Linked DNA regions of Mus musculus: regions 1, 2, 3 and 5 are each linked to region 4. The links are chromatin contacts, called in public HiChIP or PLAC-seq and promoter capture Hi-C maps. All regions are on one chromosome and are shown on one strand. The core of a region is the stretch at or near the end of the contact, and the rest is flanking DNA. Distances in the headings are between cores, read along the strand shown.

Region 1 (5,606 bases), core at 2,933-5,432, 1.6 Mb before region 4:
TTACACAAACAGGAAAACTCATTCCAAAATTCAGATAGAATCTTTTTTGTTTTGTTCTTTTGAGACAGGATTCCTTTCAATGTGTCTCCAAGGCTGGACACCAATCCTCCTGCCTGAGTCTCTCAAGTGCTGGGACAACAAGCACGCACCACCGCCCCTAGCTTCACGTGGAATCTTAAGGGGAACCTCAATAGCCAAAACAACCTGGAGAAGGAGCTAAGGTACACCATTTAGACTAATTTCAGAACTTACTGCAGGCTGGGTGTGGTGGAACAAGCCTCAATCCCAACACTTGGTAGGCAGAGGCAGGAGGATCTACAGGGCTTGTTGGCTGCCAGCGTAGCCTAAACAACCAACCGACCAACCAACCACAAGCTTCCGGCTCCTGGAGAGAACCTGCCTCAAGAGTATCAGAGAGAGTGACAGATGAGGATGAGAGCCAAGCCTGCGCCTCCCTGGGTCTGAAGGGCAGGAGGGTAGTCATCTGATGGGTCTCTAGGCTGCCAAGGAAAGCAGAAGCCTGCTGGGCCAGCGGTCGGTCGCTCTCACTACTTCCCTTTCGCTTTCTCATAGTATGCTACAAGGTAGGCAGCTATTCCGAAAGGAAAACAAAGCCAACCGAGACTGACCAATCTCGGTTTTTTTTTTTTTTTTTTTTTTTTTTGTTTAGTAAGTCGGAAGTGGAGTCTCTGATTTCCTCCACCTCTGCCAAATGTTTTTTGTTGTTGTTGAATGAGGGACACCGTTTTTTGTTTGTTTGTTTGGTTGGTTGGTTTTGTTTTGTTTTTTTGCCTATGTAACAAAGAGCCAACATCTTCCAGCTTCCCATGCTGATGTTCTCAAAAGAACTTCAATAGCCAAAAAAAAATGGTCTTGAGAAGGAACTAGGTACACGACTTAAGACTAATTTCAAAACTTACTGCAGGTCAGGTGTGGTGAAACAAGCCTCAATCACTGATTTTCCCTATTATATGGCAAAATAACCCACAAAAGTGACTGTGTTATTTATTCCTCTACTGGAGAAGTGAAAACACAAACACAAAAACAAACAAACAGGCTTAGGAACATGAAACAATTTGTCCTAAGTCTCACCGTGTCGAAAGACACAGCCAAAATCTGCACACAAGTAGTGAATTTCATTTCTTTGGAAAGACCAGCAAGTAAGGATGAATCCAGACCATATTTCGGTGGCTACCGAAAGGAAGGAAAAGTGTTTTTCGAATCTGGCAACTAATAGGACTAGTAAGCCAAGACGGGAAAGAAACGGCAGCCTTCTTTCCCTGCAGTCCACCCAGAAAGGTCACTAGCTGTCCTACCCAAGGGAGCCCTGGTGGTAGGTGTTGGAAGGCACGGCCAATGGGGCCAATCAAAAACTTAAACAAACAAATAAACAAAAAAACCGCCGAGCCCAACAAACATGTAGTTAAAAGCCGGCCTTGCAACAACTACCATGATGGATAAAATATCTGGGTTGTCGCCCGAAAACGACTTCCTAAGGCGCACGCGCGAGCTCCGCCCCTGCACTCAAGAAACGAGCCTATCTCAGAGGTCAGCGCCGTCCCACTGCGCATGCGCTACGCGCACGCGCACTTTGGCTTCAGTGGTTCCCTGGTAATCCTCCGCCTTCCCACTGGCCCAGAGCACTGGCCGCCATACCCGCAGCTCTCACTCCACCGTGCCTCACCTTGCGCCCGGTTTTCTCCCGGAGGGCCTTCAGCCGTTCTTTCCGCCGCAGCGCCTCTTCCTCTAGGCGGCCCACACCGGCAGGAGCAGCCGCCATCTTTTCGGAGGCCCCCACCTCCTTTTCACTTCTGCCTCGCGCAGGCTCAGTGAGCAGGAGAATGTCTTACGGCCAATCCAAGGGAGACAATGGAGAGCCGGAAGCCCTGAGAACCAATCAATGCTGAGTTGATACAAAAGTCCACGCCCCTTGATCTGGAGCACCTGTACAGCGAGTGAGCCGGCTGGGTTGTGGGCAAAGGCGTTAAGATTCGATTTGTCCGACACTTAATTTGTGAGAAAGCAAATAGAATCAGACCTGAGAGGAAGAGAATAGAGAGAGTCGATTGCTCTGGTTTTGCCTAACCACCACCCACCTCTCCTAACTGCCCTCTTGGAATATTTAGCCATCCTTATCCACTTGTGCCAATTCTTCAAGAGCGAATGCCTTGAGAAACATTCCCTGAGCCGGGTGAGGTGGTGCACGTTTGTAATTCCAGCACTTCAGAGGCTGAGGCATCAAAATTATGGGGTCGGGTTCAGTCTGGGCTACGTAAGATAACCTTGTCTTAACGCACCACTACCAGACAAACACCCAGAAACCTTCCTTGGCCACTCTCATTCCCAACTCACTCTGAGGTCAGCCTCTCCCTTCTCTACAGAGTGCCAGTGGCAGCTTGCACTCACTCGCCTGATGAGTTGTTGCGCATAAGCCTTGCTATCCACTCTCTGGCTCCAGAACTGCTGAGTTCGAGGCCTGGCTACATGGCCTTTTCCTTTGAACTCAAGAATGATCTCGCATCTCTTTCGGGAGCTGCAGCATAATCAGAGTCAGGCTACCTTACCTGCTTAAAAGCAAATAGCAGCCGGGCGTGGTGGCGCACGCCTTTAATCCTGGCACTTGGGAGGCAGAGGCAGGCAGATTTCTGAGTTCGAGGCCAGCCTGGTCTACAAAGTGAGTTCCAGGATAGCCAGGGCTATACAGGGAAACCCTGTCTCGAAAAACAAACAAACAACAACAAAAAAAAGAGCAAACAGCAACCAGGGCCGAATAAGTGCCACTGAATTACTCTCTCCTCCCAGTATAAAAAGAGGTTGACGGAGCCGGGCGTGGTGGCGCACGACTTTAATCCCGGCACTTGAGAGGCAGAGGCAGGTGGATGGATTTCTGAGTTGGAGTCCAGCCTGGTTTCCAAAGCGAATTCCAGGATAGTCAGGACTACATGGAGAAATCTTGTCTCACAAAACAAAAGGAGAAGAAGGAGTTTGACTGCGGCAGATGGTCACAGATGCGTTTGCTTCTTTTCTTCTCCTCCTCCTCTTCCAGGAGATGGCAAGCCCATGAGCAACGTGGCTCCCTGTCTGGGGCTTCTGTTATAAAGCTGGCCCAAAGGAGAATGATCTTCCCTAACAGCTCCCTTCAAATGTCACCGTTTCCTAAGCTCGGTGTTATCCTGGGTTAACCTGGTTCTGTCTGGGACCTTCCCTTACAGTAGGAGACGGGGTGGCTGCCAGCCCCTGGCATAGAGGGTATCTGTGCTCAGGAAAGGTAAGCTCATACTAAGATGCATAGGGCGCTTCATACTGATCGATCCCTAGGACCAATAGGAGCCATCTGGACCTAGCAAACTTTCCCCTACCCCTAACAAAGAAGCTGGTTCCCACCCAACACCAGGGGCTCCCTCACTTCACAGTCCAGTCACAAGGAAAGGACAGACAGGGTGTTGGTGACAGTGGCCCAGAAATGACTCAGCCAGGCCTAGATCCCTTGTTCCTGCTGTCCCTGCAATTCTCATTTGGCTTGTCTGAGCCTCAGTTTCTTCATTCATTAAAGCCGGCATGAGGCACCCACCTCCTTCAGGCCAAAGGAACAAAAAATGACTGACAAGTGCCGGGCCCTGGGAGGAGGGGCTCCCAGCAATGGAGCACCTGGGCAGGATTCCTAGAGGGAGTGGGCTACTGTATGTATCCTAAACTTGGTAAGGACGCCGCTCCTCTGCAGGTAGGTTTGTCCTGCAGTCGACTGATGATTCCTTCCATCCAGCTCAACACTAGGCGAAACTAAAAGGTAGCACTTGTCTTCCATAAAGCTCTTAAAACAGAACCTTGCACGTAGTTAGTGCCACAAGTGTTCGTCATGGGCGAGGTTATTATTAGTATTGTTGAAGGACCCTAGTCATCTCCACGCGAACCACAGTCCTTTCATTGAACAGCGATAATTCCAAGCCCGATAGGTTCTGTACTCGGGTTAAAGCCTTTACGGGCCCCTCACTGGGGAGGATGGAAATAATCCTGCCAGTGGCTCTGAATGGACTCCGCCTGCGAGAGGCGGAGCTCCATGCGACCTCCCGGGCCGCCCTGACCCCAGGCTCCTCCTCCAGCCTGACTTCCCCGCCCTTTGGACAGTCCTAGGAGAGGCGGGGCGGTGGCCGCTGCCACAGACAACCAAGTGTAGGAAGCCAGGCGGTGGCCGGCCGGGAGGAGGAGGAGGGGCGTGTAGACTTTGGTGGCTAAGTGCGACAGGGTCAGGAGCCGCGGACTTCCCCCAGCAGTGTAGCGCCGCTCCGCCCCGGAGTGACGCCCTCCCGCCCATGGGCCTGGCCCGGGGCAACCGGCGGGCGGCGCGGAGGAGGCGGCGACAGGTGGCGCGCAGCAGGGCCAGAGCCCGGTCAGGCCATGGCCGCCTCGGAGCGGCTCTACGAGTTGTGGCTGCTCTACTACGCGCAGGTGAGCCCGTCTCGCCCCTGGTCCGCGGGGTCCCCAGATCCGCGCACGCAGTGTCTGCTGCACCTGCGTCCGGCTCCCCCGGGGCCGCAGATCGGCGCGCGCACGCGGGACTTCAGCTCCGCGCACACGTGCGTGCCCCTGGCTGCCGGGCTACCTCGGGCATTTGTGCCAGGGGACAGTGTTCGCCGGTGAGCGCTGTATTGCAAGTCCTCAGCGAGACCGCGCAGCCTCAGTTGCCCTGGCCAGTCAGTTCTCACCCTTTTCACAACTGGGTAAACTGAGACCTGGAAAGAGAGGGACTCAGTTTGCTGGTTGGTTGCTTCGCCTGAGAGGCGCATTCGCGATAGGTGGTCATGGTGGCTAGAATGTCATGTAGGCTGGGGGATCCGGCAGGTGCCGCTTCTGACAAGTACATCAGACGTTCGTCACTTCAGACTCCTTCAGAGTTCTTAGTGATGAGCTCTTACTGTACTTGAAGCAACTTTAGCCTACCTCCATTCTGCAATGGGCCAGGGAGGATGGTGAGGTCAGGAGGGATGGCTGAAAGGGACCCTCGTTTCAGGCTGACTCCGCTGGTATCAGAAGGGGAGCGAAGGGGCTGTGATGCCTCTGACTCAAACTCTAGAAGCCTCACTTTCCCTTTTGCACTGGAAGCAGGGAGTGATCCCGGGGTTATGCCTCCCTCCTTGCACCTGCTTGGCACTAGGTGCCTAGCTCAGGTGTGCCCTGGACACAATGGTCCATTGTGTGTCCATGAACAGCTTGTCACTGGGAGAGCAGGGATATGGGGAGAGTTCATGCTCTACCCTGGCCCTCTGAAGAGGCTGCCTGATGGTTTGTCTAAGTCTGAAGGGCCACAGCTTCTTTGGTCTTCTTGGGCCGGTGGCATGTAGTAGAGTCCCACTTAGGGTAACCAAGTCCGAGCTCATTGCACCTTTAAGCCTTTACTTCCCGGCTGTAGAATCAACGCAGTTTTACCCTCAGGCCACCTGGACTTTGTAGAGAGGGAGCCACTATGGCTGGTGTAGGTCAGAAAAGCCTGCCTCTCCTCCATTCAGCCCCTGTATCTCCATCTTCAAGGGAGATCACCATGTGAAGAGAACTTAAACCAGGTGATGAATCTGCAGAGATGTCACCGCTGGGTTTTCAGGCTGGGTGGT
Region 2 (5,942 bases), core at 2,069-4,568, 1.2 Mb after region 4:
CAACAAACTTCTTTCACCTAGGTTGGTTGGTTCCACTCCCTGTTAGCAACTTTTCTCAGCAGATAGATCTCAGCTCTGGCATGTCGAACATCTTGGGGTCTCCAAGGCAACTTCAGTGTTACAGCTTCTTGTTTCAATGTTTGGAATCCACACATGATCTTTTTTCTGGGCTCCTCTATCACTTCTCCAACTCTGCCCTCTGTGGCACTCTGAGCTCAGGTTGACCCACTGCCACTACTATTCTTGGTGATCATCCCATGAAACTGGCATCTCCAATATTCTGGGGTCTTACACTGCAACTAGGCTTCACCAATAGCCTCTCATAGGCTCTCTTCATGGTGCCAAGCCTCAACTCCTTTGCATGACCCCTTCAGTCCTACGCTGTCAACTGCAACTGGGGCTGCATCTTCACCAATGGCCTTCCATGGCCTCACACAGTGCCAAGCCTCAGCTGTTCTACAATACCCCTTTATGCCTTCAAAACCAGTACCACCTGGCTGACTCTTACACATTATGAAGTATAGCTGCAGCACAAGGTACAACTTTGACTATCTCCGGAACACAGCTTCTTTGTGCTCTCAGAAAACACTACCCGAAGATTTCACTTTAGTGATGCTGGTCTCTTCTTTTCTTCTTCTTCTTCTTCTTCTTCTTCTTCTTCTTCTTCTTCTTCTTCTTCTTCTTCTTCTTCTTCTTCTTCTTCTCTCTCTCTCTCTCTCTCTTTCTCTCTCTCTTTCTTTTCTAAACTCAGAAATCTGCCTGCCTCTGCTTCTCAAGTGCTGGGATTAAAGGTGTGCTCCACCACCACCTGGCGCTGGTCTCTTCTTAATCTCCACTAATTTCTTAGCTTCAACTAACCAGCATCAAATTTCCCAGTAGTCTCTTTTATTCTGGACTCTAAAACCAGAGCCACCTGGCCAAGGCTGCCATTTTCTCTGCTTGCTGGGCCGGAAAATGGCCTCTCGTTCTATTACATTATCACCAGCTTTCTGTTTTCCAATTCCTTCATTGTCTAAGCTTGGCTGTCCTGGAACTTGCTCTGTCGACTGACTTTGAAGTCAGAGATCTGCATGCCTGTCTCCTAAACACTGGGATTAAAGGTTTGGCCCACCAAACCTGGGTTTAAATTTTTCTTTACCTAGAACTTGCTTTGTTCTAGGCTGGCCTTGAACTCAAGAGATCTGCTGGTCATTGCCTCCTGGGATTAAAGGCTTGTACTACCACGCTTGGACCTAAATTTAGCTGGGTGGGATATTGCCCCAAGGTCACTACTCCCTAAATTCAATTTAATATCCTTGAACACAGGATTCAGCTCCATTCTACTTCCAGGTGCCCCTTTAATAATTTGATATACCACATATTTTAATATATCATATATTTTTATTTTTTTATTTTTCCTTTCTCAGCATGCTATGTTTGTTTAAAATGCTCTTCATGAGACTTAACCAGAGAACAATAAAGTCCATGATGGGCAATTCTGAGACTTCCTTTGTCAATGTAATTAAGTTGAGTCTCTTCACCTTAGCCTCAGACAGACTCTTCAGACAAGGGCAAGATGTAGTCACATTCTTCACAAAGATACCACAAAAACAGTCTCTAGGCCACATACTGAAATTCTCCACTGAAACTTCTTGGGCCAGGTCTGCATCATTCAAATCACTCTCAGTAACAAAGTCTTCCATATTCCTACTGGATAGCCCATTAAGCCCCATTTAAAGCATTCCACTGCTTTCCAAATCTAAAGTCCCCAAACCCACATTCTTCCAAACAAAATCATGGTCAGGTCTGTCACTGCAATACCCCAGTCTCTGGTACCAACTTCTGTCTTAGGTTTTTACTGTTGTGAACAGACACCATGACCAAAGCAAGTCTTAGAAATTACAACATTTAATTGGGGCTGGTTTACAGGTTTAGAGGTTCAGTTCATTATCCTCAAGGCAGGAACATGGCATCCAGGAAGACATGACTTAGGAGGAGCTGAGAGTTCTACATCTTTACCTGAAAGCTGCTAGCAGAATACTGACTTCCAGGCAGCTAGGATAAGAATCTTATTGCCTACACCCACAGTGACACACCTACTCCAACAGGGTCACAACTTCTAATAGTGCCACTCCCTGAGCTGAGCATATGCAAACCATCACACAGGGGTTCCTTTTTGTAGCCCAGACTGTACTAGAACTCACTCTGTAGAACAGGCTTGCCTTGAACTCAAAGGTACATCTGTTTCTGCCTCTGGAGTGGAGGGATTAAAGTATTGCACCATCACTTCCTGTCTCCATGCCCAGCTTTTTCCAGTGGGCATTTATGGCAGCAGCATTTATTGATATTTTATTTGTCACATATGTACAGTCCCCTCAGAGGCTAGAAAAGAGCATTGGATCTCTTTGAACTGAAGGAACAGAGGATTGTGAACCGCCACGTAGTTTTTGGGAATTGAACCTCTGGAGAGCAACCAGTGTTTTTAACTGATGAACTGTTTCTCCAAGTGTCTTTCTTTGACCTTGAAGAATCGAATTAGGCTACAATATCATATATCGCCAGGGCATACACACAAGGCACCAGGTGGCTGGGATAAGCAAACCCCTCACAATATAGACAATCTACCTGAGAACTTGGGAGTCAGGTAGATCATTAGCTGGAAGATTCTGGAAGAGGTTGCGTATCAACAGTTACTTTGCTTTCTTTCCGTTAGAATTACGATGTGCAGTTTTTGTGGCGAGTCACGCGTGTCTACATTTATTGCCTAGAGCTAGCGGGACCTGTAGAAACAAGTTTTATTATTTTTTTTTAATGGGTTGAGCTACTGAACCTTTTTACACGGATGATTTCCGCCTGGAGTGTTTGACCAGAAGTCTGTCGGAAGGTAAAAAAGGACGAGTCTTTGGGTCCTAATACTTCAACTCAAGCAGTACTTTTGCATTTATTCTCTGGACTTAGGTAGAAGGGGTCTTATTTATGTAGCCGAAAAGCCAGCAGCCCTTTGCCGTAACGGAATAAGACCGGAAAGATCTCCTCCCATTTTCTGCACCCGAACTGACAATCTCTCTCTTTCCCAAGGGGCAAGGCAGGACCGTCCCCCAGCACCTGGCAGGGTGTGTCACTAGGCTGTCTAAGCCACCCGGACCCCTTGCACACTTGCGAGGAAAACACCAGAGAAGCAGTGACAGCACTGAAGCCAAACCATAACTCCCGGCAGGCCCTGCGGAGAAGCGTGCCTTCTAATTGGGCAGTGGCTAACAGCGTGCCTTTCCATTGGGCAGCAGCTCCACCAGCCGTCAAAGCCGCTGCGCGCAGGGCACGGCGGGAGAGGAGGCCGCGGGATTTGCGGCCGTACTTCATCTCCCGGCGGGCCCAGCGCTGAAGGCGGTGGCGCGACGCCTTTGTGGAAGCCGGAGCCCACCGGGAGGAAGTTCCGGTCTCCGGGACGCTGGGTCCGTGGCGGCCTCTGAGGAGGAGGAGAAGCGGGCCGCGGCGGCTACGCTGCTTTGGTAAGGGCCCAGGCTAGGAGAGAGGGCGTGCCCGAGCTTCTGGGACGGGGTCAGCGGGCCTGGCGGCTCTGGAAATCGCGGGCCCGCGCGGCCTAGCAGCCGTGGCTTCGAAGACACGGGGCGGCCGCGGCCTCGCTCGCTTGCGAAAACAGTCGTGTGTCGCGGGAGGCGCCGCTCGCGGCAGGAACGCCCCGGAACGGTCGCGGGCCCGGGGCGGGGCCCGAGGCGGCTGTAGAATTACCGGTCCCAGCGCGGAGCGGCCAGCTGTGGGGCGAGGGACCCGCGCGTGGCAGCGGTTCTGGCGCTCAGCTCTGTGGTGCTGCAGGAGAGATTTCTTTCTCTTTCCCCTTGTGTTTGTGATCTTGTCCTGAGAGACATCACTAGATACGGAACTCTTGTGCCCTGCAAGTAACCTTGGCCGCCCACCCAGACACCCAACCAGGAAGGTGCGAGAGTTCAGAACCTGGCCCACGGGCCCGTAGAACCGGGAGGTGGGCGAGGGTGACTGGTGGGTTCTGTACCGGTTGGGCGAATGTAGGAGGAGAGTGATGTTCCCACATATTCGTGCTTTAGATTCCTTTTGGCGTTGTTAATAATGTGCTTTTCTTTTAACTTTATAATTGACGTTGAGCTAATGAATTCAAGTGTGGGGTTGCGTTTCTTAATTAAAAACAAAAGGCCTTATTTGTAGAGCACATATACTTGAGGTAGTTTGTATATTTTCTCCTCCCCCTCACCCCCACCCTAGGCATTCTTATTAATTTCAGACTAATTGGATATAAGTTAAGGAGTAGGTTTTTTTTTTTTTCTTTTTTATCCGCTTGATCACCCAGGTCATTTTCTGAACTCTGGATTGTGCCTTAGGATTGTTAGTTTTCAACTTCCTGTTGACTAAATATGTCACAGTTAACATTACTAAGCTTGTGAGAATCAAAGGGGAAAGTGTCAACAGCTAATGACAATGTGGAAAGTAACTTAGCACTAAAATACTAACTTGAGGAAACATAGTGGTTGAATCTACTGCCAGGCTTAGTGGAGTTTAATCCTGAAGTTTAGGAGGATGAGGCAGGAGGATGTCAGGTTTGAAGCGCCCTAAGCTGCATTGAGACCCTAAAAACTTTGAGTCTGAATTTTATTTAGCTCCTTAACTAGTAGTACACTTATATAAATGCTTATCTGCTTATAAAATCTATAGGATTATCTATAGTGTATGTGGTCTATAAGGCAGGTTAGGTAGGACTCAGTTCTCAACCAGCAGAACACCCTTGCTGCTCATTGAATCCAGGGCGCAAGTTATCTACCACTAGGACCAGCCTTCTTTACAGAATTTTCTTATCAGGCTTGAGTTTATTCTTACCTGCAGGTTTTTGTGGCTCTTCACAAGAATTTCTGGTGTGAGAATTATTATTGTCGTCTCCACCTTCCACCCCCCTCACCCCCCACAACATAGGGTCTTTCATAGCCAGGCTGGATTTGAATTAAACTTGCCTTAAAAAAAACTCCTAATCTTTCCACTTGAACTTTCTAGGCACTACAATTGGCAGCTGTTATTCCTAGCTAGGGGAAGGTTATTAAATATATATACTCTAGGCTAAAATCCTTTGCTACTATACTATATACTCCGCTCAAAATGTACTCTTGAAACAGAAATTTGCCACCATGCATAGATGTATAAAATGATGTTAATGACTTGGTTCAGAATCAGAGTTAAGTAGATAATAAAACTATTGAAAAGGGTTTTTTTGTTGTTGTTTTTTGTTTTTGTTTGTTTGTTTGTTTTTTTCGAGACAGGGTTTCTTTGTGCAGCCCTGGCTGTCCTGGAAGTCACTCTGTAGGCTGGCCTCGAACTCAGAGATCCACTTGCCTCTGCCTCTCAAGTGCTGGGATTAAAGGTGTGCGTCACCACACCCGGCTTGAAAAGTTTTAATTTATTTATTTGAGATAGGGTTTTACTATTCATCCCTGGCTGGCCTGGAACTGGCTATGAGGACTGGGCTGGTCACAACTTAGAGAGATCTGTCTGCCTATGCCTCTAGAGTATTGACATTAAAAGCACATGCCTACAAGCCTGGTGTGAGTCTGTTTTATAACAATTCATCATGGTGTGCAACTCGGTATAGTAGAGTTGATAACTGTAGAGTTTCAGAAATCAGATGTTGAATCCATGTACTCTTCACTAACACAGACAATGGACAAATTAACTTATTCAAGCTTCAGTTATTCATCAGAAATAAGGTTAATGAATACAGCCATCTCATGTAGGATTGTTGTTTTGGTGAGTTAGATTTATTTATTTATTGTGGTACTGGACTTTTTCCTCCATGGGTCACCATTCCAAGCTTGTGGGATTAAAAAAAGAACCCATAGCTTTGCGAATTTTTGATAATCGATCTCCCACTGAGCTATGTTCCCAGCTTAGATTTTTTTTTCCCACCGAGACAGGATTTCTCTGTG
Region 3 (6,138 bases), core at 2,947-5,446, 1.2 Mb after region 4:
GAGGTTAGGTGGCTTCCCAAAGTTGGCAACATGGTTCCTTTCCCTGGGACTCCATAAGTCCTACAATTACCTACACCTCCCTCAGGTACAAAAATTAAAAAAAAAAAAAAATACAAGGCCCTCTAACCTTGAGCGGGCCGGCGGGCTAAGCCTCAGATGTTTGCAGGACACAAACCTCTCCCTGGCTTTTAGGCAGGAGTGTTGGGGGCTGTAAGTTCTTAGGACAGAACCATGAATGGTCCTAGGACAGCAGGAAGCCAATGTGGAGCTGGGTTAGAGGAGCAAGAAGGGTCAGGAGAGGCCTAGGTTTTCAGAACCTCCTTCAGGTTGCACAGATTTAACCCATTCCTGGGCCTCAGTGATAAGCAGAAGCTGGGATGGGGAGGGTCAAGAGGAAGCAGTGTTGGGTCTAGACACCCCACCCAATCTGGGTCTATATCCTGCTTGGGTGTGGACTGGAACCTTGTCCTAACTTGAGAAGGAAAGGAGCCTGGCCCTAGCCGGAAGCTTGCCAACTGTTTTCTCCGTGACTCAGGCACAGGTGGGGCTGTGTCGTTAAGGAGGTAGTGGCTCAGGTAAGCACACGCTGCTGCTTGCTTGCCCCGACACCCTGGAGTCTTCAATCTGGGTCCTAGGATTGACAAAGGTGCCTATCCCTGAAAACACTCGCCTTCAGTGTCCCCTTCCTAATACATGCTCCACACGCAATCTGAATCCACGTATCCAGGCACTAGTCTTTAGGATCAACCATTGAGTACACACAGAGGCTGGTACTAACACGGTGTCATACTTGAACTCATTGGATAAACACTGATTTACATATCTTCGGAGACCTGGCACACCCCCATGCCTAGAGCGGATAGGCAGGGCCTAAGATTAGTTCTCCCGGTGCCTGGCACGATGCAGTCCTGATCTACTCGGCACTAGTTAAGACGGGAGAGGTTCTGACTTCCTGTCTAGGTTCAGACCAAACATTCTTGCTCATAGGACTTCTCAACCTAAATATACTCAATATACTCAGCTGAGGGACCCAGGCTAAAGATGACCCCCCCACACACACACACACCAAGGCTGGGGGTGTTCCCCAGCAGGAGAACATTTATATGTTCAAGGCCATGAGTTTAATCTCTCAAAATGAAAACCAAAAAAAAAAAAAAAAAATAAGCACCAGGCCTGGTGGTGCATGCCTGTAATACCAGCATTTGAGAGATGGAAGCAGGGAAATATTGAATTCAAGGCCAACCTGAACTACACAATGTTCTCAAGGCTAGCTTTGGCTATATAGCAAATCCTGTCTCAAAAACCAACAAACAACAACAACAACAAAAGGCTGACAATATAACCTGTGGTAGAGGCTTAGTGTGTGTGAGCTCCTGGGTTTGGTCATCAGGTTCTAAAGAAAAATGACTTTTGACTGCAACACAGGCTGTAAATTTCACACCTCCACTAACAGAAGCTAGAAACAAGCGAGTCAAGACCACGGCCCAAGAACACCCCCCACCCCCTGAGGGTGAAGCACGACGATTACAAGTTTAAGAATGGATTGGGCTTAGAGAATGAGTCCAAGGCCAGACTGGGCAACTTTAGTGAGACTGTTTCAAAATTAAAATTATCAAGGGAGAGGAGAGGGGCTGGGGATATGCCTCGGTGGTGGTAGAGCATTTGACTAGCAGGTGGGAGGCCCCAGATTCAACCCCCAGTTCCTAGTATGGCCATAGGGGTGTTGGGAGTAGGAGGCAAACAAAAAATTGTCATAGCAGAGCAAGGGCACTGGGTGGCCAGAGCCTCCAAGAATGTGACTGTGAGCCGGATTGATGGCTCATCCAATGCTCCATTCAATGTCTCCCACTAACCTCTCAAAAGTCCTAGCCCCTCAGTAGCGTTTTAAAGACATTCTTTTTCCTGTTCCTTCTTTTCTTCCCTGATGTGCTATAATACCAGCTGTGAGACCTCCTACCTGGGGCAGGGCCTTGGCTACAGGGACAAAACGTCCAGGGTGGACCAATCGAAACCGTCCCCTCCCACGCCTTTATTCATCCTTCCTCAATTGCTTATCGTTGCTTGCACAAGACTGGGGTGAGGCTTCCCAGAACTTTCTAGAGCGGAGCTAAAACTGCCTTTCCACTATGTCCCAGATTTTTCCCATAACGACAGTGTGGAGAATGGGTTGGTAAATCACAGATCATACAGGCTCTCCAAAAAAACTCCCAGACTTCCAGGGTTCCCTGGAACCTCACGGAGTGGGGGGTGGGGCGGGGAGGAGTTCTCTGGCAGCCCTGCCAACCACCCCTCTTTGAAAAGCAGAGCAAAACAGTGCCTTCAAAGGAAAGTAGAACTGGTCGGCAAGCCGCTGCGGACCGTTGTGAGGCTCTGCCCTCTGAGTGTTTGCCTCTGTCTGTATTTTTCTCGGTGTCCCTGAGGGTCTAGGAACTGGACAGGTTGGAGGGGAATTTGGAAGTTGTGCTGGCAGGGTTAACTATGACGTAAGCCCCTCCTCACACAACCCTGGAAGCTATCTTAAAGAATCAGATGGCAGGAAGGATGACAGCCTCGTGCTGGGTGACCTTCCGGGACATGGCTGATGATTTGTGTGTCTTAGCCCACTGCCTTTTCCCACCCAGGCCCTTTCAGAGATAGCAAGGAAATAGCCCGTATTCAGCTCCACAGGGTACTCACAGGTCAGGGGCCCGCTCTTTCTGCTCACCGGATTAGGACAAAAACTGGGCGTCTGGAAGAAGTCAAGGCCTCTCGACAACAGGGAAGAAGAATTTGAAGAGTGACAGCAATATTCGACACCCTCTTCAATCAGGATGTTCAGGTGGTAAATGGGGAAGGCACATACAACAGAGTTGGGACCCATGCCAGAGCCACCATCCTTGACGGTCACAAAGACCCCAAAAAGCACTTCCTGGCCCTCTGAAATGCTCAGTTCCACAGCCAGTTTGGCATCCACTGGAGCAGAGTGGGCTGCCTGAAGCACTGGGTAGGGCTGTGTGCCCTCCGGGGCTCCACGGCGCCGGCGTTTAGGTGCAAAATGACAGTCCAAGACCAGCTCCCGGTAGTCACCAATCTCTGGCTCTACAGCATTGAGCCGGACCAGACGTGTATGCAAGGCACTGGGAGGGCTTGTGACACTGATGGGCTGGACAGTCAGAAAGTAGACAAAATCCCCCGAGTGGAAGCTGTACACATATTTGATGAGGTAGGAGGCCAAATATTTGGGCAGCACCGACAGCGACGGAAAACCTGGTTGGAATCCAGAAGTATCAGACTTTAGACGACGGATGGACACCGAGCGGGGGCTAAAGCTAGCGGCCAACTCTGGGTCTAGCGAAGATGCCACATAGAAGTAGGAAGCATGCCCCTGCTCCACCACAGTCACACGAGTGCCCAGGGGGCTAGCCACACAGTCCGTGCAGGCCTCAGGCTTGTTATTGTTTGCTGAGAATAGGCAGGCTGGAGCTGCTAAGTGCAGGGCTTTCCCCCGAGGCTCCAGCTCATGCAGGAAGCAGCGGCCCTGTAGGGTTGAGCCACAGCTGACCAGGGCTGGCAAACCTGGCTCCATCACTAGCACCAGTGTGTCTGTGTCCTTTGGTGGTCCATGAGGGCCTGGACCACAGCTCGCACAAGTCTGGCAGCCAGGGTTCCCGATAGGGCCAGTGGTCAGGTTCTCTATGAACTGCAGGTCAGGCCCAAGCACGTGCAGGTGATTGCGTGTGGCCACAAACACCGCACTATTTGTACTGTCCTCGTAGGCTGCGGTGGCCTGTACCCGGCCCCCCGCGGAGAAGCTGGGGACCACGTACTTGACACTGAAGTCTCGGGAGGCTGCGTAGGGTATTCGTGGGCACTGCCAGTTCAGGTTGGTGGACGCCGCCGACAGCCGCAAAAGAAGCATTAGCAGAAGAGAGGATTGAAGCAGCGGCAGAGGCAGCCCCATTGAGCTGGGGCCCCTTGGGAATCCCAGAAGGTCCAGGACTTGATCGAACCAGACTCAGGGTCCGAGCTGAGACCAGCTTTACGCAGCGGTACTGAAAGCTCCTGGGCAGCTGCCCCCCTGCCCTGGTCCCTGGCAAACCCAACCTTTCTCTCTGGCTTGTGGTCTGAGCACCTGGCTGTGGACCCACGGACACGGCAATGGCACGATCACCTCACCAGGGGCCCCAGCTGCTGCTTCTAGCTGCCGCTGCTACAGCTACTTGGATCAAAGTCGAAGGGAGGTGGGCCCCAGTGGGTGCGGCAGGGCTGGGGGCGGGGCTACGGGCGGAGCCCTGTCGAAGGCCCTGCTTTCTTTCCAGCTCTGTCTGACTCTTTCCAGCTGTGAGAAGGCTGTTGTTGTGACCTGGGAAGGAGTATTCCTGAACCATCCTATATCCCCACAACCCATCTGGTTGAGGTTAGAACGCTGCAGGACAATCTGGCTCCTCTCTCCTCATGGCCCTCTTTCATAGGAACACTGTCAGGCACTAGTTCACCATGTGGGGAACGGAGACGGAGACCAGGAATGCACTGGACAGAGTAATGCGGGGGTGGGGGCGCTGCAGAAAGGGATACATGGAACAGACCTTGTGTGGTCAGAGATCATCTTTCCATGTGCCTATTCAGAGAAGTGTCAGAGAAAGGTATGTTGTGCCCTGTCCTGTGTGCCAAGACCCATAAAGATTAATGGAGTCTGACCCGCCCTGGGTGGTAATACTTAGAGGAGGTAACTTCTGTGAAGACCTAGCCCTCTGGCTCGGATCCTGTCACTGTGGCCTCAGCATGAGAAGGCATATATGGGACAGAAGGGAAGAGTGACGGTAGAAAATGCCTCTCCTCCGGTGCCCTGGTACAGGAGAGGTGTGGTCTTTGAATTCCGGGGCACCTCTGATCCGCTCCTTGCTTTGTGGACCCAGTGTCTCTGAAACACGAATGTAGCTGTAGTTGGTTGGAATCCAGAGTCCTCTTTCCAGGATGGGTGAAGCCCATTCTGCTTTGCCACCTCTCTTTCCCGGGACTCAGCCGCTGTCTCTTGGTAAGACGCTTTCTCAATACCTCAGGGTAATGGAGCAGGAAGAGGTATTCTTAGCCAGGCAGCTGCCTTAGCTCCGTGAACCTGGGCTCTTGAGGGCTCCTCACAGGGTGGTCATAGGCAGTTTTGAGTCCCTAGGCAGCAGAGAATAAGAGAGCTGGGGAGGGAGGAACCCACCCTGGGGAATTCTACCTTTTCTACTCCACGCCCAGGACAAACTTCACTGCCTGCTTCTCCTTTCTAACATGGCCTTAGCTAGTGCTCCATCCCTTCATCCTTTCATAGTCGAGATGGTATTATCCTAGGATGCCTTTTTTGTTTTGTTTTGTTTTGTTACATAGAAACAGGGTTTCTCTGGGCAAAATAGGTTTTTCCTGGCTGTCTTGGAGTTCACTCTGTAGACCAGACTGCCCTCAAACTCAGAGATCCACCTGCTTCAGCCTTTCAGCCTTCCAAGTACTAGGACTAAGTATTGGGCATGTGTGCTACCATGCTGCTGTTGCTGCTGCTTCTCCTTCTCTTTCTCCTTCAGATTTATTTATTTATTTCATGTATGTGAGTACACTGTTGCTGTCATCAGACACACCAGAAGAGGGCATCAGATCCCCATTACAGAGGGTTGTCAGCCACCATGTGGTTGCTGGGAATTGAACTCAGGACCTATGGAAGATCAGTCAGTGTTCTTAACCACTGAGCCATCTCTCCAGCCCCAGCTTTTTTTTTTAATAGCATTAATTAAAATCATCAAAAAATATGGAACCCTTCACAGATCTGCGAGTCACCCTTGCACAAGGGACATGCTAATCTCTGTACTGTATAAAAAAGAAGGCCTTTTATATCCAGCCTGCGGAAGATGTATCTCATGGGCCACCAAGAGCTTGGGCTTAGTACACACTCCCAACACAGTTTGTGTTCTTCTTCCATCCCCAGGGTAGGACTCCCCAGCTCAGAAATGAATAAATAACACAAAGCAAAACATGGCACCCCTCCAGTATTCCACGGTCAACATGTCTAAAGATAGTCATGCAGAGAAAACTGAAATACTCTCCACACAGCGTCCAGACAGGGGCTCTTGTGAATGTTGTCTTGCCTCCAGAAATTGTGAGACATTTCTGGACACTGGGGGC
Region 4 (5,420 bases), core at 1,507-4,006:
TTTAGAAAATCCTAACTCCTTGGGAAGCTGAGGCACGAGGATCATAACTTGAAAGCATGACTGGGTGACAGAACAGTAAAAAGAGGGCGAGGGCTGGGGCTGTAGCTCAGTGAGAGCCTTCTGTTTCAGACCCCAGTTCTGAAGAAAAACTGATAGTTACTCTTCCCTGATCATGTTCTTGCCAGACGTTACCTGCCACCAACCACCAAGTAAAGAAACTCCACAACAGAAAACAGTCTTGTTTGGGAAGAAGGGGTTGAGACAGGTTCTGTAGCACAGACTGATGGACAGGCCTTGATTAGAATCTTCTTGCCAGAGCTGGGCGTGGTGGCGCACACCTTTAATCCCAGCACTCAGGAGGCAGAGGCAGGCGGATTTCTGAGTTCGGGGCCAGCCTGGTCTACAAAGTGAGTTTCAGGACAGCCAGAGCTACACAGAGAAACCTTGTGTTGAAAAACCAAAAACAAACAAACAAACAAAAAAAAGAATCTTCTTGCCTCAGCTTCCCCAGTGCTGTGATTTCAGGTTTGTGCCACCATGCCTAGCAATGTAACCCTAATTCAGGAGAAACAGGATGCTGGAAATCAAATCCAGAGCCTTGAATATTCTAAGCAAATACTTTAACACTGTCCAACCCCTGTCTGTATTTACTGAGACACCTAGTTGAGAGGCACGGGACTTCTGACTTGCCTTCTAGGCTATCCATACAACTGGGAACAATAGTATGCTTTCCCTAAGAATATTATCTTCTTTCATGAGACAGGCTCTCACTAAATTGCTCATGGTGACATTGATTTAGTTTAGGGCCAGCCAGGCCTTGAATTTGTGATGTCCCTGCCTAAAGTTCCTGAGTAGCTGGAGTTACAGGCCTGCACCATGAAGACCAGCTAGCATACCTGTAAACTCAGCACTCAGGCAGCTGATGCAGGAGAATTGAAATTTTAAAACACTGGGTTGGGGACTAGAGAAATGGTTCAGTAGTTAATAGCACTCACTGCTCTTCTAGGGGTTCTGGGTTCAATTCCCAACACCCATATGATGGCTCACTGTAATTCCAGTTCCAAAGGAGCTGATGCCCTCTTCTGGCCTCAGATCTACATGGAAGCAAAACACCCAAATATAAAACAAACAAATCAGCTTGCTTTGGTCATCTCCAAAAAGCATCTTCTTTGGGCTTAAAGCCCATAGGGCCTTGTCAGCTGGCACCTAGCCCGGTGCTGCTGAAAATACTTATCAGCAGTCATAGCCTCCTGCCCCCAAAACTTCTCGTTTATTTGGTAGAACGTAATCCCTCCTGACAATGTCCTGTTTCCAGAACCAAAGATCGTAGCTATTACAACCTGGGCAATCAGCCACGCCTGGTAGCCCACACTCACAATTCTAGCACTTTAGAGACTGAGACAGGATTAGAAGTTTGAGGCCATCTCAAAAACAAAAAACAAAAACAAAACAAACAAACAAAAACTCATGTCTATAATCCCAGCACTCAGCGGGAGGAAGGACATTCTGGAGTTCTGGGCCAGCTTTGGTTATATGTCTTGACATATAACCAAAGGGGGTGGGGGGCTGCTGGGAGACTTGAACATTCAACATTATGTTGGGCAGCTATGGGAAAACTACCAGCAGCTGAATCAAGAAACTAAGGCAGTTCTAAGTGATGCAATGCCTTCTGACCACTGTAGGCACCAGGCATACATGCATGTGATGCACATACATACATGAAGGTAAAACACACATAAAAAATAATGAGGCAGGGGTGGGGTGGGGGTGGGTTGGCAGGCCTAAGGCATTCTAAGCCTGAGCGCTCTCCTTTCCGCCCAACGCCTCAGCAAACATTGGTAGGTTCACAAACTAAGTCTGGCATTGAGCAAACGGAGTAGAAAAGTCTTGATCTTGTTGCCTTCCAATGCTAATCCGCCATTTCTGGTATCTGTTCTGCCCACCACTTCAGCTCATAAAAGCCAGTCATACACCCAAGCCCAACTCAAATCATTGCTCCTCCATGAAGTCTGTCGCAAAGAGGAGGCATCCACCTGGCATCCTTGTCGAAGATGAATTTTTCTCAGAAACATCATGCGTCTGCCTCCTAACCCATTTTTCTTGCTATTTCCCCCTCAATCTGTTGGGTAATTCAAGGACCACTCCCAGCGAGCCTTCCTTGACCTCTTGAGCTTCATTGTCTCTACGCAACCAGCGCTCAGGACATAAAGACTCTCCAAGAAATAAATGGAAGTTAACAGTTGGAGCAGTTCCGAATAGGCACGCCGTTCTCGAGACCATCCTTCCCAGCCTTTTTTTTTTTTTTTTTTTCTCAAATATACATACTTGAAACATTTGTTATCCTGGAAGATCTCTGCTTCCAGGAAGAAAAGCATTCCTTCTCCTCCCCAAGTCTGCTCTTCCCAGCCTCCTCCCTAAAAGAGTCTCTGGACATGAGAGAGGTGGGTCAGCCGCGAGGAGTGAGGTCAGGGAGAGCTGACCCCTGAACGCTGCCTGCTTCTCTAGGGCTCTGTATTCTACACAGTGCCACGGGGAACCGCCTCAGGTGTGGTCGGGCAGACGCTCCTCGATCTCGCAACCGGGATAATCCTGACAGCACTGTAGTACCCTGGCATCACCGGGGACCCCTTCGTACTGAGCCCAGACACGCAGGAGCCTGTCCCGGGTAACGGCGCGCTCTGTACACGTCACCCATCTGTGCCCGGTAGCTGGCAGCTGATTGGCCCGCAGGCTGGGGAGACGCTGGAAGGCGAGGGGAACGGCGGCGCGCGGGCGGTTGGGCCAGCTCAGGCTTTCTGTGGACAAGGCTGTGCTTGGCGTCTTCGGATGCTGCGGGTTGAAGGTAGTCATGGCCGGGACCCCCGCACCGAACAGCCACAGGAAACAGAGTGGCGGCCTGGAGCCTTTCCCCGGTCTGTCTCGATCCATTGAGAACCCTCCGAGCAAGCGGGCCCGGAGCTTCTCTGAGACCACAGTCCCGGACCCCGAAGACCCATTCGGTGAGCACGCGGAATTTACTGCGGACGACCTAGAGGAACTCGACATCCTCGCGTCACAGGCCCTGAGCCAGTGTCCCGTCGCGCCTCGGAACCTGTCCAGTGAGTGCCTGAGGGGCCTTTTCCCCCGGCGGGTGGTGCAGACCTCTGATTTGGCGGTGAGACATCCAGAATGTTAAATGGCCTCCCATTTAGATGGTATGCACCCCATTGTAACCCTTGGGCAGAAGAGCATTAGAAGGCGTCTGACAGAGGCAAGAGATGAAAGAGAGTCTTACACAAAAATGCCAGTTGCCCAAAGGTTAGGCATGGCAAACAGGCAATGGGCAAGAAATGCCAAAGCTGCTTTTCTTCTTAGAGCTTACACTCTTGGGGAATAAGTTAAGTGTCAGGAGGGTTTGATGGGCACCTTGCGAATGTACTTAGCACTTACAGCATCTGAAAAATAGGATTATCCCTGGAAATGTGGCTGGCCCTCCATCTCTCCAGCAATATTGCATGGAAAACCAGGCATTGGAAAACACTCATTGCTGACCAGCTGTCATATGCGGCAGTGGTTAGACGCAACTTTCCACGAAATGGCACAAAGCAATGCTGCCTCCCCCTTCCTTGGCCCTACATCACCCGGTACTCTACCTTACTCCATCCCTGGAGCCCCACCTCCCCCTGGAATGTATCCATTTGGTTCACCATCAGTCTTTAAAACCAGCAGATCCTATGCCTAACATGTTGTAGTAAATAGTAGTTATGGTAGAGTCACAGCCAGTGCAATCTCTGTTCAGCTATGAGCTGAGAGTCTAGAAAGTGGGTGAGGTATAAAGCGAGAGAATTCAGATATGCTATGCCATAAGGATTCTTTATGTGTTTATACCATGCTCGGAGCTGTTACCTGGGTCTTTCTCAACTTGGCTTTCAAGAGTGACTCCTTCTGCATTTTATGACAAAGGTGGATACATACTGAGCCCCGCAGTATACATGGGATTATTTTTTCCAGACAGGTTCTCGATCTCTAGCAAGGCTAGCCTTGAATTTGAGATCCCCATAGCTCTACTTCACAAGTGTTGGGATTGCAGTTCTGTGCCACCATGCTCAACCTAAGGGCAACTACTTTTTATACAGGTGCTCATAAGGTCCGCCGATTAGATGGGTTACCAAATAGTCCTATAAGGAAAAGCAGAGAAGATATTCCAGTTAAAGATAATTTTGAATTAGAAGTACTTCAGATACAATACAAAGAACTTAAAGAAAAGGTATGTGACTTTTGGGTTGTTTGTTTGTGTTTTGTTTTGCCTGTTTGGTTGTAATGCTGAGAATTGAACTCAGGACTTTACCTTCACACATGCTATACACAGACACTCTACTGTTAGGCTATCCTTCCAGCCCTAACTTATTGTATTTGCAGCTAATTCATTCATTTTGGTATTAAAAAGCATGTGTAAAATATATAAAAACTATAAAACAAACATCTAGATTTATTCCTCTGAAATGAAAGAAGGTTGGGGAAAGAATGCCTGAAATTTTATTTACCCTGTGTATATCCCTGAGCCTATATAAGTTTATATGCACTGCATGCATACAGGTGCCCATGAGGTCAGGGGTGCTGGGTCCTCTGGAATCAACACAACTGGTGTGAGCCACCTCATATGGGTAATGGGAACGGAACCTGGGTCCTCTGTAAGAGCAGTGAGTGCCCTTAGCTGCTAAGCCATCTCTCTAGCCTCTACAGCTTAGGTCTTTATCTGAGGAACATGTCATCTTAGCGGTTGATATTTGTTAGTTTTGCAGGCTCTCATACATCTTTCACCTGGCCATCTGTAGGTGCCTAAGAAAGCCAGAAATCCAACATGGGGTTTTAGTCTGTGGAGGGTATGAGCCGTAATGTTAAAGCTGAAAGAATCTGTGTGTAAGTGGTGAATGGATTCTGAAACTGTTCTTGCTGAATATCTGTTGACTGGGCGTAATTTACAGCTGAAAGCAATGGAAGAAGAAATCCTAATTAAGAATGGAGAAATTAAAATTTTGCGTGACTCTCTGCGTCAGACAGAATCCGTTCTAGAAGAACAGAAAAGATCACATTTCCTTCTTGAGCAAGAAAAGACTCAAGCACTCAGTGAAAAGGAAAAGGAATTCTCCAGAAAGGTGAGCCAGAGCATTTGTGTCACGCGCTGGGGACAGTAGTGTCACCTGTCCATCCACTGACTGACATTAGAAGGAGCAGCCAAGGCCAGGCATGCTGACATATGCCTTTAACCTCAAGAGGCAGAGGCAGGTGGATCTCTGTGAGCTCTAGGCCAGCGTAGACTACACAGTGAATTCCAGGCCAGTCAAGTGAGAAACTTTCTCTAAAAAATAAACAAAATAGAAACAATAAACAATGTTGCCTGGAAACATTCACCCATTGTTTAAGTACTCGCTGCCCTTAGT
Region 5 (5,295 bases), core at 1,009-3,508, 1.5 Mb after region 4:
GAACAGCCAGCAAAGTGTCCAGCTTAAGAGCGGGAGCATGTGGTAGGTAGGCAGGAAGGGTGAGGCTGGTATGTATCTCCAGTCTGTCCGATACAGGAGGAATCGAGGTAGCAAACGGCTGAAATGCTCTGACTAGGGGGGAAGGGGAGTGAGGAAAAGGAAGTTCCCACTTGGGTAGAGCCCCTACAGCCCAGGGGCTGGAAGAAGGCAGACTCTGCTTGTAAAGTGCTGTAGCTTCTAGGAGGGCTGGGCCCTAGGCAAGCTTGGAAGAAAGCAGGTCAGGCAGGTAACCAGGAACCAGGCATTCCTGACCGGCACGTGTCTCCTGTCATGCTTCTCCCACAAGCGGCTGGGGGAGACGGGCTGGTAATTCTGTCCTTAGCCCTCACCAGCCACCAACCTCTTATTGTTCAGACATCCGCCAATACCAGTTAACACTGAGGGACAACCCCTCTTACAACTGAAGGTTCTGGGCCAACGGAGTTTAGTTTATTCAAGGTTGTGGCACCAGCCTGGACTCCTGAATGGAAGCTACACCTTGATCCTGGGAGTTTCTTGCTGGGGCAGTGGGTGCTCGTGTCTGCCATGCCACACACAGGTTCATACTTCATAGAGGATCACGGGGAAATCCACGTGGATTCGGGGAGGATCCAGCTTCACGATGCCCTGCCATGGAAACAGAGGCTAGTGAAGATCAGCTCTGGGCCTCTATGCTAAGAGCCTCTCTGTTCTTCCCAGCTCTTCCCCCAGAAAGCCCCATCTGTATCTCCGTTGACATACTGATGTAGGCTTTATGATCACTGCTCGGACCCTCACCTGAGGAATCAGATTCTTATGTACCCGCCTCAGCTTGGCTCGCTTCTGCCCATTCTTGGTGACGATTGTCTCCTCATAGAATTCGTGAGCCAGATCTCCATCTTCATCGTAGAACATGGAGCTGTGGAGAGAAGGGGAACAGGCTGGATTGGAGCCTCATCCCTGGCCTTGGCAAGGGCCACAGACCACAGGGAAGTACGCTGAACCCCAAGAGAAGACGCACAACGTGCGTTCTCCGTGGAAGAACTCTTTGCTTGGTGCCCGGAGGGAAGCAGGCAGTGTGACAAGGCCACTGTTGCCCTGTCATACCAACAGGATGTCACATCAGAGCACCCTCTCTAGGCAACTAAAGTTAGTCCTCACCACTGGTCTGTTTCACAAAGGTCATGATTCTAGTAGCAGGCCCTTCACCTAGGGCTTATTTATGGAGTGGGTGGGGTAGTGGCCTGGGCATACTGGTCTCACTTCTAAAGACACTGCTGGTCCAGGGCCAAAGACCAAGATGGTGGATGTCTGAGCCCAGAAGGCTGCACTCCAAGTCATTCCCCAGTGGCTGGCACTGTCTAATCGACACTGTTGGGTCTTTCTGGTATTTACGGTCAAATTTCCATCACAGGGAATGCCAGTCCCTAGGAGCTCACTAGGTCCAGGCCATTTTGTGTGAGCACCTGGGAAAAAAGAAGGTTAGGTTAGTGTTCCAGATCTAGAGAACCCAACTGGCTGAGGGCACTTTTTTTGTTGTGGCCCCACCTTCAACACTGACGCCTTTCTCTGCTTTTCCAGACACTATTCTCGGAGGTCCAACTTCACAGTGAGGAAGGCAAGACACCTAAACAGAAGGTCATCTTCCCTTAGATTTCTTCTAAGGCTTAGAAGAACAGAAGGGACATAAATGCCTTTAATTTGCAGGCTGAGTTGGATGAAAGGGAGGTTTTAAGACTCTTAGAGGCCGTCTTAGCTGAATTATGGAGCTGCTCCCTAAGAGACGAACCTCAGGCAATTCTCTAAAAAGACCATCTGGGCGGTCAAGAGCTGAACGCCGCTTGGTTTTCCCTTCTCCTTGCTTTGACTGGGACCCAAAATATGACAGTCGTCTGATTCAAATGTAGGGGGGCGTTTCTCATTCCCGGATGTCCTCCCAAAGGCAGATACCCATGCCCTTACCCGCGGCGCGTGAATACGAAGGGAGGCACTGCTCGGGCTCGAGACCGCACCAGAGACTGCTCGGAGCCTGCCGCCTCTGGGCCGCCGCCCCCCGGAGTGGAGGCAAAGGGCCAGAGGCCCCGAGCTTTGGAGCCGCTGGCGCCCATGTCAGCGCCGCGGGCGCATGGCGGACCCAGCGGCCGCTCCGCTCTCACAGCGCGGCGGGCGCGACCATGCCCTGCCCCAGCTTCCACTCGCAGGTGCCGCCGCCGCCGCCTTCCGCAGGCTCTGCTGTCTCCACGGAAACCTCACTTCCGCTTCCGCGCGTCCTGCACGGTGCCTCCTCTGAGTGGCTAAAGGTCTCGTCAGTCTGTGGTGTAGAACCAATGGCCACTCTCAGAGGCTGACCACCACAGGATGCGCTGCCTCCAGGTCCCAGAAGCCTATGGGTCCCAAGGGTCAGCTGGGACAGCTCCCTTCCAGAAAGGCGGAGGTAATGTGTTGTTGTTGACTTTAAGGTCGGACCCGGTATAGTTGTCTCTACGTCCCTGACACGCCCAAAACTCCGGCCCAGTAGCAATAGTCAATTAGGTCACCCCTCCACCCCTAAGGGACCTTAGGCCTGTCTGAGGCTAAGGTTGGCTGTTTTCACAACTGTGTCTTTGCAGTTGTCACATTTGCCTGTAAAGAAACTACGGATCTTGCTTAATGTTTTTGTTTTCTTTTTTCTTTTGGAGACAGGGTCTCACTATGTAGCCTTAGCTGGCCTGGCACTTGCCATGTATAAATGGCTGACGCTCAAATGCCTGTCTCCCGAATACTGGGATTAAAGGAGTGACCAACCGCACAGGGAGCCAAACTTCTTTTTAAAACTTTTTTGATCAATTTCTTAAGAGTATATTTGAGGTCTGAAGGAACCTAAACTAAGTGTTGTAAGTTCACCAGAGAACATTCTTCAGGAAAATAATTATTACCAGCTTTCCCCTGGTAGCATGTGAAGTGTGGGACCCACGAGTAGTTTTTTGGAGAAGGGGTTACTGCTATGGTTTCTCTGAGTTGGCCTGGAGAAAAAAGTTTCCTGTGTAGTAACTGTAGCTTATTCTTGTCTCTTCATGACCTGAGCCCTGGAGGGTTGAAAGACACCTGAATCCACAGGCATACATTTCCTGAACATATTGGTCCCACTGCGACCTTGGAGAGGGTGCACTCTGGATGTGTCAATCTTTGTTGGCAGTCTTTCATTAGGTGTTACCCCGACTGGGGGCCCACATCTATAGAGTCCAAAACCAGAAAAATTCTTACATCTTTATTCAGCCAATTCTCTCAGGCATCAGGCCCTGATGATGACTGTCACACCCCCATCCCTTCCCCACATTCAGTTGAGGCCACAAAACATTACATACATTCATACACTTCCATCAAAAATATCTGAGGGAGACTCTGGCTTTGGCAAACAAGAAGAGGGTCTGGTCCAGCAACCTTTCCCTTAGAGGAGGCACTGACTGAGCCACTGTAGTTGTTGTACTGGCCAGCCCTCTCTGACCCCAGGGTGTTTGTTTGGAAGTCAGAAGGCACGGTAAGAGGGAACCCCAGACTCTACCTTAATTGCTTGTATTATTCTGAGCAGCTACCCTTGGCTCTGATAGGGCTATCCTGAGACCCATTCATGACTCAAAACAATCTTTCTCCATAGGTAAGGTCTCTTACCCGTGAAAATATAACCTTGTTTTGTCTGTAGAGTCTCTAAGATTCTCACAGCTGCGACCCTGTGACTTGAGCAGCTACGCAGAGTATGACCCAGTACATACGGGCAGAGGGATGCAAAGCCCCGCCCCACTATATCCACAGGTAGACGGCTGGCTCTTTCCCTGTTCTCTGGGCTCATCCCGGTCAGCAGAGGAGGACCTCCATGCACACGCACTCCTCAGGCCCCACAGGCCCTGTCACACTCACACGGCACGCTCTTTGCACTGCCTGTTCTCCTCCTGTCATCCATGGAGACCCAAGGTCACCCCAAAGGACAGGCGTGCAGAGCCTCCTGGATCTTCTGGCGACAACGAGAATACTTCTGCAGGATCTGGCGAAGGTGTTCCTCTTCTTCCCGCTGCAGGATTCGTAGGAAATTGTGCAGTTCAGGCATGCTGAAGGCATCCCACTGGAAAGGGCAGAGGAGAGATACACGGGCTGCAGCAATGAATAGCTAAGTTGGCAGACCCTCCTCCAAGACTGGTCCATGATGGTTCTCCCATGAGCAGGTCTGCGCTCCTGACATTACCTCCTTTTCATTTTATTATTATCTTATGTGTATGCATGTTTCCACATAGAGGTCAGAAGAAGGTATCAGACCCCCCAGAATTAAGAGTTACAGATGGTTGTGAGCTGCCATCTGGGTGCTAGGCATCAAACCCATGTCCTCTGTAAGAACAACATGTACTCTTAACCACTAAGCCAACTCCTTTTGTTGTTGTTTAATGGTTTTATAATTTATTTATGTGCATTGGTATTCTGCCTGCATGTAAGACTGTGAGGGCATCAGATCCCCTGGAACTGGAATTACAGACAGTTGTGAGCTGCCATGTGGGTATTGGGAACTGAACCCCAGGTATTGAACCCGGGTCCTTCAGAAGAGCAGCCGGTACTTTTAATTGTTGACCCATCTCTCCAGCCCTGCTAAGCCAACTCTTTAAGTCCCCTATTTTTTTTGTTGTTTTTTTGAGTCATAGTCTTTCTACATATCAAAGGTTGGCCTTTAACATGCTATGTAGTCCAGGCTAGTCTCAAACTTGTGATTCTCCTGCTTCTGCTTCCGGAACGCTGAGATTACAAGTATTTATCACAATGCTAGCCTTGGTGTTAGGCTTTTCACTAAATGGTCTGTGCTAGGATCCTCATGAGCAGTCTGTATAGAAAACAGATCCTACAAAACAGTCTCCTTGTAGTGAAATATCTCTATCTGTTGTTAGGTGTATTCTCCTGCATAGTCTCATATTCTCTCCCTCAATATAATGGGCTCTGATTCAAACCTAGGGTCTCATAAATGTTAGCAAATTACCTTTTACCAAGCTACATTCCCATACAGCCCTTGTACCCACCCTATTCTTTTTCTTTTCTTTTTTTTGCTGCCGAGCTCTGTGCATGCTGAGCGTCTATTCTTACCACTAAGCCACAACTAACCCCGATGTAAAAAGTCATTGTCCTTTTTTTTCTTTCTTTTTACATTACTGGAAATTGCACTGTGCTATCTAGTTTTCGGCTAACTTGACACAAGTTAAAGTTATCTGAAAATAGGGAATATTAATTCTCTATTAATTGAAAACAATGCCCCCACAAGCTATA

What was found. Promoter capture Hi-C pulls out the DNA fragments that hold promoters and counts their contacts. HiChIP or PLAC-seq counts read pairs in DNA pulled down with a chosen protein or histone mark. Capture Hi-C pulls out chosen DNA fragments and counts their contacts.
Region 1: a promoter capture Hi-C map of erythroid cells shows a contact between it and region 4, with 9 times the contacts expected there. The contact joins the promoter of Nbeal2 here to the promoter of Atrip-trex1 in region 4. A contact is called at or near these places in 3 of 39 promoter capture datasets (cranial neural crest, erythroid cells and pre-B cells), 2 of 484 Hi-C or Micro-C datasets (B cells and CD4 T cells) and 1 of 115 datasets of contacts at active chromatin or transcription factors (pancreatic cancer cells).
Region 2: a contact with region 4 is called in a promoter capture Hi-C map of liver, with 2.9 times the contacts expected there. The contact joins the promoter of Rbm6 here to the promoter of Atrip-trex1 in region 4. A contact is called at or near these places in 4 of 39 promoter capture datasets (erythroid cells, liver and pre-B cells).
Region 3: a contact with region 4 is called in an HNF4G HiChIP or PLAC-seq map of pancreatic cancer cells. The contact joins the promoter of Mst1r here to the promoter of Atrip-trex1 in region 4. A contact is called at or near these places in 1 of 39 promoter capture datasets (liver) and 1 of 115 datasets of contacts at active chromatin or transcription factors (pancreatic cancer cells).
Region 5: a promoter capture Hi-C map of liver shows a contact between it and region 4. The contact joins the promoter of Tusc2 here to the promoter of Atrip-trex1 in region 4. A contact is called at or near these places in 1 of 39 promoter capture datasets (liver), 3 of 115 datasets of contacts at active chromatin or transcription factors (double positive thymocytes, pancreatic cancer cells and thymic regulatory T cells) and 1 of 9 other capture datasets (liver).

Annotation. Positions count from the first base shown.
Region 1 is chr9:110,652,737-110,658,342 of GRCm38.p6, reverse strand. Nbeal2 (neurobeachin-like 2) reads left to right here and starts at 4,182. Exons shown (of 54, transcript NM_183276.2): 1 at 4,182-4,446. The coding sequence starts at 4,396. Ccdc12 (coiled-coil domain containing 12) reads right to left here and starts at 1,840. Exons shown (of 7, transcript NM_028312.3): 1 at 1,685-1,840. The coding sequence starts at 1,780.
Region 2 is chr9:107,870,195-107,876,136 of GRCm38.p6, reverse strand. It overlaps Rbm6 (RNA binding motif protein 6), which reads left to right and starts at 3,318. Exons shown (of 21, transcript NM_011251.3): 1 at 3,318-3,488.
Region 3 is chr9:107,904,947-107,911,084 of GRCm38.p6, reverse strand. It overlaps Mst1r (macrophage stimulating 1 receptor (c-met-related tyrosine kinase)), which reads right to left and starts at 4,196. Exons shown (of 19, transcript NM_009074.2): 1 at 2,705-4,196. The coding sequence starts at 3,940. It also overlaps the pseudogene Gm23856.
Region 4 is chr9:109,071,433-109,076,852 of GRCm38.p6, reverse strand. It overlaps Atrip-trex1 (Atrip-Trex1 readthrough), which reads left to right and starts at 2,756. Exons shown (of 14, transcript NR_153412.1): 1 at 2,756-3,194; 2 at 4,116-4,246; 3 at 4,965-5,135. It overlaps Atrip (ATR interacting protein), which reads left to right and starts at 2,729. Exons shown (of 13, transcript NM_172774.3): 1 at 2,729-3,098; 2 at 4,116-4,246; 3 at 4,965-5,135. The coding sequence starts at 2,849.
Region 5 is chr9:107,560,218-107,565,512 of GRCm38.p6, reverse strand. Tusc2 (tumor suppressor 2, mitochondrial calcium regulator) reads right to left here and starts at 2,258. Exons shown (of 3, transcript NM_019742.4): 1 at 1,981-2,258; 2 at 817-937; 3 at 1-666. The coding sequence starts at 2,126. The coding sequence ends at 601. It overlaps Rassf1 (Ras association (RalGDS/AF-6) domain family member 1), which reads right to left. Exons shown (of 6, transcript NM_001243748.1): 6 at 3,246-4,114. The coding sequence ends at 3,968. Gm9917 (predicted gene 9917) reads left to right here. Exons shown (of 2, transcript NR_166687.1): 2 at 1,600-5,295.